Regions from separate parts of the Mus musculus genome. Here region 1 is linked to region 2. A link is a contact called in public HiChIP or PLAC-seq data. All regions are on one chromosome and are shown on one strand. Each heading gives the region's core, a stretch centred on a gene start, on an enhancer-like site or on the middle of the called end of the contact. The rest is flanking DNA. Distances are from core to core; before and after follow the strand shown. Region 1 overlaps Stim1 (stromal interaction molecule 1). Region 2 holds the start of Rhog (ras homolog family member G).

Region 1 (6,472 bases), core at 3,688-6,187, 39 kb before region 2:
TTTTTAATTATATGTATATGGATGCTTTGCCTGGCTGTCTGTGTGGGCACCACATGCATGCCTGGTGCTCACAGAAGGCATCAGATTCCCTGCTAGAACTGGAGTTACAGACTGTAGTGAGCCACATATGCGGATTCCCTGCTAGAACTGGAGTTACAGACTGTAGTGAGCCACACATGCGGCAGCCAGTGCTCTTCAATCACTGAGTTACCTCTCCAGCCCACACACATAATTTTTAAAATAATAAAATAAATATTTTAAAAAGCCATGGTGCTAGAAAGACACCCTCTGGTTTCTTTACGCACCTGCATACTTGTGCAGAGGACACAGGTTTGATTTCTTACAACCATCTATAATTCCAGTGCCCTCTCCCTGCTTCCATAGGCACCAAGCATGTATACAGTACACTTATATATGTGCAAGCAAAAAACTCATACACATAAATAAATAAAAATAAATCTTTAAAATAGGAGCCTTTCTGCTTAATGGCCAAATAATTCCTCTCTGCTCATTTGTCTTTACAAGAAACAAACCAGAAGAAAAAGCTCCAAAATCTAAAATGCCTATCAGAAAGAGAAGAATGAATTTCCCAGTGCTTTAAAAGCACAGATCAAAAGAGGCTCTGGCTCCTTGGTGAGTAGCAGATAAATCTCACTGGGCTTTGTGTACGTATGACAAGGGCAGGCAAGCCTATCACAACTTCCAGCAGTTTCAGGAATGCTAAATTAAGCTTGCTAGAGTTACTCAGGCATGCCGGCAAAATGAGGTTTTTACCAGGAAAGGTCAACTCATAAATACCTGATTAACCCAAGTGAACATGCTCTGCTCCAACTCCTCAGGGAATTTACAGCTGATCCAGAACAGAAGTCAAGCTGAATACATGTTTTCAAAGCCAGTTAATCATTGGAAGTCTGATAGGTGGAGAAACTGGTGGCTAGCTATAAGAGCCTACACCATCAGCTAAATCCAGATCTTTGGTGGAAGTTGCTTCTTCTAGAACAACCTCTGTATAACCCCACAGTGCAAATGTAACCTTCTCTAAAAGGACAAGATTCAAACTGTCCTACCAAGATTCTGAGAGATCCAGAAAAGCAGATGGTATCAATTCTAAGACCCTGTTTAATCCCAGGAGGTTCCCTAGAAATAACATCAATAGTTCTGAGCTCATGCATTAGAAAGACCTTGTCAGATCAACTCTATAAGGGTAATGTCTAACCTCACAAGCAGTTCTCCTTCCTCCTTGGTGCACCCACTTTGCTTTGTAAACCAGAAAGGGAAAATTAAAAGGACTATTAAGCACTACATGCTAGGCTTTATACAAAGTTGTTTTTTGTTTTTTCTTTATTTGTTTTTGTTTCTTACATTTCTATGTATAAGTGTTTTGCCTGCATGTATGGCTGTGCAGTCGAGCATCTGGTAACCTCAAAGATCAGAAAATGGGATCAGAGCAACTACAACTGTAGTTGTAGATAATTATGAGCTGCCATACTGAAAATCAAACACAGGTCTTAAGGAAGAGCAGCCAGTAGTATTCTTAACTATTGAGACATTTCTCCAGCTCCTAAACAAAGGTTCTTAAATATTTGGTTTTGGTTGCGCCTCTTAACAGCTTGTATGATAGCAAATCATAGTCTCATCTTATAAAGAAAAAATAGGAGTGTTCTTCCCAGAAAATGAGCTGGCAAAGTACAGAACCCAAGTACTAACTCAGTTCTTCTGAGTTCAAAGCTCAATGTCCTTGTTTTCAGCAAATATTTACTGACAGTTTATTACATCCTAGGCACTACTCATGGGTGAATACAGCGCCGTCTGAGACAGGGTTTATGGAGTTCATGGAGCAACTTCTCTATTTTTACCAGTTTTCTTTCTCCTTCACTAAGCAGAATAGAACAGATACTTACTACAGAAATGAATGCACTCCTTTCTCTCACCACAGATGCTGCCCAAACAACATTCAACAGTGTATCCATTAATTCTGCATCCTTCCTCCCACCTACGTCAAGCCATATCTTAAATCAAAGGCTTCCTTGAAATGCTAGCAAATCTGTTACAGCTACCCAGTAAGAATCTATTTATTTATGAAAATAAAAGTATTTCACGGCTTAAAAATACTTTTGCATATATAATTTAATTAGCCCTCTAAAATTAAACAAGATGGGCATTATTCCCATTTAACAGGCAAACTGGCTGGGCAGTGGTGGCACATGCCTTTAATCCCAGCACTTGGGAGGCAGAGGCAGGCGGATTTCTGAGTTCGAAGCCAGCCTGATCTGCAGAGCGAGTTCAGGACAGCCAGGGCTACACAGAGAAACCCTGTCTCGAAAAACCAAAAACAAAAACCAGGCAAACTGACACCTACAATGCTTAGTTACTATCCTATGGCTACAAAAAGTAGAGGAACTCAAGTTATCACACAACTCCCTAGCCACAGGATAAATTCCTCCCTCCTAAGAGTGTGTCATATACTCTTCAGTGCAGAGAAACCAGAGGGGTATTGAGTCACTAAGCCAGGTCAGACTTCCCATTATACCAAAATAAATACACAAATAGAAACAAAAATGTTCTTGCTAAGGCCAGACCAAAGTGGCACACATCTATAATCCCAGCACTGGGAAGGTAGAGGCAAGAGACTTCCAGGCTAGCGTTAGCTACATGGAGAGCTCCAGAACAACCTAGAACTGCATGAGACACAGTCTCAAGCTTTTAAAAATCTGCTATGTAGCTGGGCAGTGGTGGTGCACACCTTTAGTCCAGCACTCAGGAAGCAGATGCAGAAGGATTTTCAAGATCAGCCTGGTTTACAGTGAGTTCTAGTACAGCCAAGACTATATAGTAAGGGGAATCTGCTATGTATCAACCAGTTATAGAATTTACTTTGATTATTAATATTATATCTTACCGCTTTTCCTATAAAGTGTGTTTTCATTATATTCAATTATGGTAAATTTACACTCTGTTCCCAAAGGAACAAACGTTTCGTGGAAAAAATAAAGCACATTATTTGGGGAGTGGTAGCACACACCTTTAATCTCAGCACTTTGCAGAGGTAGACAGATCTGAGTTCCACACCAGCTTGGACTATGTAGTGAGTTCCAGTCTAACCAGGAAATAGACAAAACTCTGTCTCAAAACTGGAGATGGGAACTGGAGAAATGGCTCAGCAATTAAGAGCACTTGTTGCTCTTTCAAAGGACCAGAATTCGGTTCCCAGCACCCACTTCAGGAAGTTCATAACCATCTGTAACTCTAGCTCCATCAAAGTTGATACCACTGGCCCCTGAGGACATATGGACTCATGTGTACACACACACACACACACACACACACACATACACACACACCCTACACATAAATAAACCTTTTTTGAAAAGCATATAACCTATTTGTACTTAAAAATGCAAAATAAATACTTTTATAGTTATTTTTCCAGTCATTGAGAAAGAAAATTTGACTTATTTTAAAAATGACATTACACAAGCTTTCCTCTTCCAGGAAAGTCCATTTATTGTGTGAAGTGATGCATTTCAGAGGGCAAATGTTACAAAAAGTATGTCCCAAATGCTGGGTAAATAATGCAATATGTCTTTGCAAAAAAAAAAAAAAATGTAAGTAAATAAAAGCAACAAACACCACAGTCAGCAGACATATCCCAGATACTAAAGCTTAATTTTATTTTTCTACCCATACACCACTAAACCTAGTTCTACTGGTTCCAAAGGCAACTTTAAAGTCAAACACCGGGGCTGGCGAGATGGCTCAGAGGGTAAGAGTGCACTGCACCCAGTATAAAACAGCACACTGATTGCTCTTCCAACGGTCCTGAGTTCAAATCCCAGCAACCACATGCTGGCTCACAACCACCCATAATGAGATCTGATGCTCTCTTCTGGTGCCTCTTCTGGTAACACTGAAGTCAGCTACAGTGTACTTATGTATAATAATAAATAACTTCCTGGGCCAGAGCAGGAAAGGGACTGAACGAGCTGAGCGAGTGGGGCTGGAGTGAACCCCAACCACATGAAGGTTCACAACCATCTGTACAGCTACAGTGTACTCACATACATAAAATAAATCAATCTTTAAAGCCAAACACCATGAAAAATAACATGACGGAAGTGATGAAGGAATAGGAGCAGTAAGATAAGGAAAAAGAGGAATCAGTTCTTAACCTTAGAAACTAGAGACGACTACCTGAAAGTGAGAACTTAGCCACGCTTAGAAGGGTAGAAGGATATGAAGACAAGCACGGTGGTAAGCATGCAGTCCTAGCTACTTGGGAGGCTGGGAGATAAGAGTCATTGAGCCTAGGAGTTCAAGATCAACCTGAGCAACTGACTACAGGGCAACAGTAAAGCATGATGCCATTTATGCGACCTGAGGAAAGTAACCAGACGTCTAAGCGATATCTCAATTCTGATTTAATTGATAACAAGCTGTAATGACCATCAGATAAGTTCTTCTCTGTTGCAGGTTTTCCCCTGTCCAATCACATTAGGGCAGTGGCAGGCCTGTGATTGGACAGGAAAAGAGAGGCGGAGCTAGGAGTTGGGAGAGACAGAGAGGTAGCATGAGGAGAAGGGGGAGAAGCCAACATGGAGGCAGACGGACAGGAAAAAGATCCTGATCCTTCGTGGTTTTAAACAACCACAAGTAGCTAAGATTTTCACAAGGTTAGAATAATTGGGGTAAAGCTTTTATCATTATCAATTGGCTCTGAAATTACCGTATTGGCATCTTGTAAATTGTGTTCTTATCGTTATATAAATCTGATTGGATAATTAAGCTTTAAGAGTCTTGTTTCTACCGGGCAATTAGGTGTTGAGATGGCTGATCGTGGGGTGTGTGGGGCGCAGCGTGAGCGAGGGTAACTCTGGGGGTAGGGGGGGCATCTGAGAGGTGGCCTGGTGGGAGCACTATGGCCACCAGGGGCCCGAGAGATGGTGGGCCAAGAAAGTTAGTGAGATCACCTGGCACTGCGGTTGGAGCGCGGGAGCGTGGTCTGGTTCCACTGAGAGTTGGTGGGTTTGTTTTTTTTTTTTTTTTTTAATATTTCCCACAACACTTCTCCTCAGAATCCATTTCCTCGTCTGTAACACAGGCATCGCAAAGTACACCTCAAAAATTAGTTGTATAAAACCTGATCTGGCACATGGTAGGACTAAATCCTTTCCTTATCCCCTTTTTTAGTTAGAACAGAACACACATCAGGGAATGATACCCCAGGGTAAGAGAAATTACTTGCCAACTAACAGAATAAAGACATCGGTGTTGGGAAGAGACAAAACAAAATAAGAAATCAACCTCAGGGGCATCTTAGGAGTCCTAAAATAGCAAATCCAGGACATATCCAAGTCTCAGCACACATTTCATTCTACTACCAGATGTCTTTCAGCCTATACTGCGCAAATAATACATCATAATATTTAGTACATGGAGAAATGGGAACCCACTCCTCTGTTCCTCAAGAAAGGCAGTCTTATGGCAACTGCTAGAACTCCAGGCAGCTGAGACAAAACCTAGTGCAAGGGAAGTATTGAGTCCAGCTGCCAATGTATTTTAATTAGTTCAACCTTAAAAGTCTATAACCATAGGAGATTTAAAAGGCCCCCAGGGAACCCCTCTGCCCTTCACAGAGTTCTGCCAATTAGATCTATTCAAGTGCCCTAATTTTCATCACTGAATTCTTTGGGGAATCAGACTCACCAAGTTGCAAGTTCTTTCTGAGAGTATAGCTCAAATGTTCAACTCAGAAAAACAGCTGTGTACAAGCTACCAGACAGACAGTAGTATCTAGTATATCCTGTGATTCTGACACCCATTATGTACAGATAAATTTAGCTAACAGAACTGTTCTCCCCAAACCCAGAGTCCTACTATAACCCATTCTCATAAAAACTATATCCCAACCTAATTCATGCTAGAATGCAAGGAAGACAAAGTTTTGATCCCTCAGTTCAAGAGTAACTTCATCACAATAATACTTGCATTTTTAAATATTTATATTAATTAATGGATCTTACTATTTTAAAAATATAAGTACTTGCACTCGCGCGCGCGCGTGTGTGTGTGTGTGTGTGTGTGTGTGTTTGTGTGTGTGTGTTTATTTGTTTGTTTAAGATAGTCTCTTGAGCTGGAGAGATGGCTCAGCGGTTAAGAGTACTGATTGCTCTTGCAGAGGTCCTGAGTTCAATTCCCAGCAACCACATGGTAGCTCGAAATCTGTAATGGGAAGCAATGCCCTCTTCTAGTGGGTCTGAAGGAAGCCACAGAGTACTCACATACATAAAATAAACAAATCTTTAAAAAAAAAAAAAAAGACATAGTCTCTCTGTATAACCCTGGCTGTCCTGGAACTCACCATGTAGACCTAGCTGGCCTTGAACTCACAGAGTTCCACTGTCTCTGCCTCCTAGGTGCTGGGATTAAAGGTCTGTACCACCATACCTGGTCATACATGCTTTATACTTTTTAT
Region 2 (6,577 bases), core at 3,155-5,654:
CATCTCAAAAATGCAAAGGCGTTCTGCAGGGAAACAGGATACCTACTATTCTATCTGCCTGGGACGAAGGACTCTACTGGGAAACTGGGCATGATCGTTGTACCCACTCTCTCCATCTACTGAGTTCACATCCCCTGTTAGTTCTCTCTACTGCCTCCTGTCTTCCCTATCAAAGCCCACACAATAAGACAAGGAGACTGCCTTTAGCAATATGGATAAAGAAAGTGATGAAGGGACTGTCTAATTCTACAGTGGGCTGAGATAGGCCAAGAGGAGCCCAGAGAAAGCTGAGTTCCCTGAAGCCACAATTTAAAGTTAGCCAGTAGGGGCTAAGACCGATTCTCAGAACACCCTGTGGGCACTGGCGAACCACAAAAGCTGGGGCTCACTCAGGACTAGAGGTGGGAAGACTCGATTGGAAGAGAACAGAGTTCAGGTGACATCACCCAGGACATTTTTATTCCTGTCTCTGGACCCTTCATATGAGCAACAGTCACCTTTAGCATTCTGACTTAAGAACTAGAGAAAGGGGGACTTGAAAATGTCACTGGGGTATGGGAATTAATGCTTATTTGTTGCCATTCCACAGGTGTTACTTCACCTGCACAGCCCCTCCAGGCATTTGCCATTCACATTTTAAAATGAAACTATGACTCAGAAAGTAGCTCTGTGGCGTACTCTTGCAATATTCTGTGCTTTTGTGAGATAAAGATATCTCTGTCTCTCTGTTTCACTGTATAGCCTTAGCTGTCCTGGAACTCTGTAAGTAGACCAAACTAGCCTCCAACTCACAGATCTGCCTACTTAACATGTCCTTTATTTATTTATTTATTTATTTATATACTTATTTATGTATGTATTTAGTTATATTTTATGTATATGAATATTTTTGCCTGCATGTGATGTGTGTATGTGCATCATGTGTGTGCCTGGTACCTTCAGAGTTCAGAAGACAGCATCAGATCCCCTGGAACTGGAGTTCCATGTGGGTATGAGAACCTGGGTCCTCTGCAATGGCAGCAAGTACCCTTAATCCCTGAGTCCTCCAGCCCTCTCTAGCCCTCGGGTCTCTTTTTTCCTAATAATATCAGAATAGGGTCTTGCCTGTCCCCTCTACTTCGTTGTTAGAATGTAAAATTATGCCAGGCAGCAAACAGATTACAATGAATATGCACTGAGGGGGCTGAGGAGAGATGACTCAGATGGTATAGTGCTTGTGAAAGCATAGAGACCTGAGTTCAAATCTCTCTAGCACCCAGGTATGCATAGCACAATGGTGTACACTGCATTCCCAGTCCTGGGGAGTAGGAGACAGGAGGATCCCTGCACTGGCTAGCCACCCAGCCTAGCCCAACTGAAGGTAGAAAGTGATTGGGGAAGACACCTACACACACACACTGAATTGAAGGGATGAGTGCAATAGTGTGACTGGCCAAAGGCCCTTATACATCACCACCATGATTTGAATTTTATCAGCTCTATTTTCTAACGTGTATAGTCTACCTCATCCCCACTCCCCCCCAACCCCCCCACCCCCCAAAAAAACTTTCAGAGACAGAGGTTGGCATTTAAGGTCAGCCACAGCTCATCAGGTGTGGGAGCTTAACCACATGAAACAAAAAACAAAAACAAATAAACAACTTCCCTATGTTCTGTTATTTCTAAATATCCAGGTTCTGTGGGTACCTCAGTTGTCTGTAAACTTATGACATATACCACTTACACAAACTCACCTGGTTAGGAAAGCTCATGAAAGACTAAGAAAAAGACTATGGCATGAACTTTCTTCAGTTTAGATTCTCCTCCTCTAAGAAGTCTTTCCATATGGCTCCACCTTTCTGCCTATCCTGTCTATCCTGCCTTATTGACCCTTCTCACATCTGTGACTCCAAAGTGGCTCCAAATCATCTGGATGCCGATGACCGTACACATATTAGTGATTTATTGAAGCAATTTCATTCCACAGATGTTTACTGAACACAAATGTGTGCTCAGACCTGCCTGTGCCAGGCCCAGTGGGTGGACACAGAGATGAATCAGATTCAACCTCAAAGGACTTAGCAGTTGGTAGAGGAGACAGACATTAGACACAGATACAATTTACTAGATCTCAAAACAGGATGACCTAAGTGATATTAAGGAACTATGAGCAATATGCTACATGCATAAACTTCAATTACTTAATTATTATTCTCAAGAGTGCATCACAGAAGGTCAGAGCCAAAGGGTATCATCTGCTCCAACCCCTTGTTTTCCAGTGGGGGAAGCTGAGACTCAGAAATGGGTAAGGTCGTGGCCTAAGATTGTTCTAGTCTGACTGGCAGAGTCCAGAGTTCAGGGTCTTCTGAAACTTAGTCCTAGGATTTTTAACTCCTCCACTGGATGCTTCAGATCGAATAGTTCTATATTCCATCAGACAGATATCTGAGAAAGTTCTCCCTCCTGGACAAAGGTGAGGCAAACCCAAGGCATTCAGAGCTCAGGAGACAGAGTGTGATCCCAGGTTGCCAACCCAGTCTTTCAATCTATTTTTACCCCATGTTCTTTCCACCCTGTTCCTACCACGATGCCCCTCAATTGATTCTCAAACAAACATGCTATTGCTTGTGGTGTTGGGGTACAGGCCTAAACACATGATAAGCAAGCATGCTATCTATCACTGAGCCTAATTTTCAATTTTTTTTCAGGTTTTTCTTTTTTTTGTTTGGGCTTTTGTTTGTTTGTTTGCTTGTTTTTTGTTTTTTTGTTTGTTTGTTTGTTTTGTTTTTTTTAGACCAGGTTTCTTTGTGTAGCCTTGGCTGTCCTGGAATGTAGACCAGGCTGGCCTTGAACTCGGGAACTTTTTATTTATTAAGGTAGGTAAGGTCTTATATAGTCCAGGCTGGCCTCGAACTTCTGAACCTCCTGCCTCCACCTCTGGAATGCTGAGATTACAAACGTGCTACCACACCTGGCTTGGAACGTATTTTTAATAGCTTCATTGAAGTCACTTGAATCTGATCCTGTTATTTTGGGGATTTACAAACCTCACTTAAGGACCCTGTTATTTTTGGGACTCACAAACCTCTTCCCATTAAATACCAAACACTAGTTCTGCCCTCCCAAATTTCCCCTAGCCCCTCCAATTTATTCTCTTCCCATTGGGAGGAATTTGCCTAAGGGCCAAAGAAGAAGTAAGGGGTCCACAAACTGCCTGTGCGATGAGAACAGGCTTCTGGAATCTGAGAACACTCGTTTAGTCAGTCACTGACCAGCCTGAGTTTGATTGTCCTAACTTGACTTTCTATACAGTACCACAGCACGGATACCTATTCTGTAATCTTCACATCCTCTGGGTGGAGAAATTTTTTTTGTTGATTTTACCAAAACAAAACAAAACAAAAAACTGATACTTGGAAACATTAAACTACCTGTCAGACCTGATCCACTTTATTTGGAGGTCCTCTGTAAGACGGGGTGTTTATCTTGTGTTGTTTTCACTGTACCTTGCGGAGCTCTGCACGTGGTAGAGCACCCAGAAAGTTGTTAAAAGAATCAAGACTGTGGATTCTCCAGGAAAACTGCGCCCAAGGCCTGGGTTAGAAGCACCAGAGGGCGCCCTCGAGGCCGTCCACTCGCCGGTCTCCAGGGCCCAAGCCGGACCTCAGGCCTGGGCGCGGTCCTACCGCTCCAAACAGCCGCGCGCCAGGGCGAGATCAGGGAACAAGAAGAGCCCCACGTCTTCCCACGCCCCGCCCCCTCCCCAGGGCCCCGCGGAGCTGCGAGGTGCGGAACCACGACACGACATCCTGTTTTGGGGGCCCGCGCGGCTCCGCCTGCATCTCTGCTGATCACGTCTTTTCCCGGGGTGCTGACGGCAGCTGCCCTCCCCCCACCTCTGTCTCCCCACCCTCCCCAGGGGTCTGGGACCTTCCCACTGCTGAATCACCACCACCCAGCATTCTCCCAAGGCTCAGGGCAGGGGTGGGGACTGCCCCAGCCTGACCCATTCCGGCTAACCCCTAGCCAGCCGCGGCTACCTCTAGATTCCCGGGCTGAGCGGAAGGCATTTCTCAGCCTTCCCGCGGAGGCTGCGGGGCGGGGAGTGAGATACTAGGAAGAGAACAAATGCCCAGCGCCTAGCTTAGGGCCCCTGCTGGGGGGTGGGGGGGAGATGCCAAGTGAAAGCGGGGAGACCTGACCTTGAGAGGCCAGACTCAAGGGGTCTCAGGGCTCACGGGGCGAAGAGTGGAGAGAAGCAGGGTGTGCGGGACTGTGCGGAGGGCAAAGCTTGCAGAAAACCCGAGGCTGGAGGGTGGGGGAGGCCTCCGACTTCCTAGTCCGCCCCGCCCCGGCCGGCCCGCCCCCGCGCCCCGCCCCGGCCCTGCCGGCCCGGCCCCCACCCCCCCACTTCCTCCGGCCTCCAGTTCTCACTTCCTTCTTGAGCCCAGAGCCGCCGCCGCCGCCCCCAGCTCCCCCGCCGCGGGGAGGGCACCAGGTGAGGCCCGGGTCGAGCCCGTCGGGCAGGGGTCCTGGGAAGAGGAGTTCAAGCTGGCCCGGACTGGGTACCCGGGAGCCGGGAAGTTTGCAGGAGGGAGGCCGAGGGCGGGAGGTTTTCGTTCACTGCAAGTTGGGCGGGCGCGGCAGGCCGGGCGGGGACAGCGGCCACCGCGACCCGATCGCTGGTGGCCGGGTTGAGGGTGGGATCCGAGGGACAGCGCGAGCTCCTGCTGTCCGCGAGGGACCACTGAGATCCGAACCGTGAGAGGCTCGGAAGTGGGAAAGCGCTGAGCTGTGAGGCTGGGACTCTGCGGTGGGGTGCCCTCAGAAGTTGTGGGGCTGTTCAGTAGTGTGTGAAAGGAAAGGGCCTCTGGGCTGCAGAAGGCGCGCTCTCTGCTCTGCAGTTGTGACATTTGTGAGGCTGGGGTTGGGGGTGGGGGGCGGTGTCTGAGGCCTCTGAAGTCTCACCCGGGAAGGTCGGAGCCAGTCCATAGCTGCTACACTGTTGCTGCTGAGGACTCGGTGGGGGAATCCCCATTCCCTCTCTGTATTTTTCTGAGCCAACCTCTTTATTCCTGTCCCATACAACAGCGGGTATTTAGTGAACACGTCTGTTGTGTCTATCAGACTCAATCTGGCCTTTTTTATTTTGAGGATAAACTGAGGAAGGAAAGGGCCACTATACCGATAGTCACTGACAACTTCCATGACTTTGAGAGGCAGCTGGAGTACTGGCTTTCGGTAATGATTGAGAGCTCTTAACGTCTTCTCCCTCACCTGAACTCCCCATACTGTCTTCCACATTCGCCATAGTGTCGACCACATTCGCCTCCTTCCGGCTCTTCCCCCAACCACATAGATGTACCCAGGCCCTGATCTCGCATTTACCCTGCCCTGCCTGTTGTTCAGCCTCTGACTACCACACACATATCTCCCCATTTTGTTTCTATCTTCCCTGCCGCCCTCAGTCCGTCTCCTTCCCTTGGTCTGTAATCTAGCTTTGGTGTCAGAAACTGCTTTAAACTTGCTGAGTTTGAGAGCCTTTTTCAAACGTCTTTAGCTTAGAGATGCTGGCTGCAACCTCCCGATGATGGAGATGATTAAACATGTGCACACGCCCGTGAACATGCAAGTTTTGGTGTTCTTTATCTCTTAGAGACAAAATAACTGCCCTCAGCCTTGAGAAGGCCCAGAGCAGAAGCCGGCAGAATGAAGGGAACCTGCGGTGGGTGACACTGTGGTTAGGCAAGGGGAAGCAGTCTGTAGCAGGCAGGGTTGGGTGACACAAGAATAAGATTAGTGAGAAAGTCCATGGGAAATCAAACTACCCTGATTCTTAGGAAGGCAGCCTAGGAGTGTGTGTGTAGTGGTGTGTTGTGTGGGAGGGGGGTCAGGGGGAACTAGCTTTAAGGTTCCTGTCTCCTAGCACTTACTGGTTCCAACCAGTGGGGAGAGTAGGTTGGGCCATTTGGCCTGCTAGGAAAAGGAAGGGGGCAGAGGCAAGATTCTGGAGGGAAAAGTGCTACGAGTCTAACTTAAGTCTCTACTGGTTTTTAAATTTTGATCAGGAAGGGGATGTGAGGCAAGGTGTTTGTCTTTCGTCCCTGGTGCTTGGTGGGAACTGCAGAGGTTGGGTATCTACATTTTCTGATGTGTATCAGAGCCTTGACTGGGAGTTGTGCTGACCCTCCTGTCTTTAAGCATCCTTGATGTTCTCTTCATACCGAGCTGTGCTCTCTATTCCCGCTCTCTGAGGGGCTTCTCCACAGTCTAACGTAGTCTGTCCTGGCCCCATAAGTGCTTGTCTCCATCCTAGCACCCCTGCCTCTCAGCGTTCGGATTACATGCTCAGACTCTGTTTGTGTCTGCCTTCTCTGCTCTCTGTATTAACTTCATTCCACGAGAATAAAAAGAAGTGAAGGAGAGCAAATGTCACATTTGGGGAATCGTTGAGCACAGCTAAATTTAAGAGCTAGGCTCCTTCCCTTTCCTATCCTCTTACCACCTCACAGTTGTCCCTCTCCCATCAATTGTTCCTTCCTCTGGGCCTGCCCTTCTCCACCTGTCTTTCCTACTCTCGTTTCTGGGAGGTGCAGAG

The links. HiChIP or PLAC-seq counts read pairs in DNA pulled down with a chosen protein or histone mark.
Region 1: an H3K4me3 HiChIP or PLAC-seq map of embryonic stem cells shows a contact between it and region 2, with 44 read pairs. The contact joins the enhancer-like site here to the promoter of Rhog in region 2. A contact is called at or near these places in 4 of 115 datasets of contacts at active chromatin or transcription factors (the SCID.adh cell line, double positive thymocytes and embryonic stem cells) and 3 of 9 other capture datasets (adipose tissue, liver and pancreatic islet).

Annotation. Positions count from the first base shown.
Region 1 is chr7:102,287,711-102,294,182 of GRCm38.p6, reverse strand. The region is part of intron 1 of Stim1 (stromal interaction molecule 1); the gene reads right to left. Among named protein-coding and RNA genes, the nearest start is that of Stim1, 23 kb to the right of the region's middle. Within about 2 kb of position 4,937, at least 8 of the 459 cell types and tissues checked have an H3K27ac peak or open chromatin away from gene starts, as enhancers often do. A contact at or near this core is called in embryonic stem cells, where this site is marked.
Region 2 is chr7:102,247,945-102,254,521 of GRCm38.p6, reverse strand. It overlaps Rhog (ras homolog family member G), which reads left to right and starts at 4,404. Exons shown (of 2, transcript NM_019566.3): 1 at 4,404-4,477.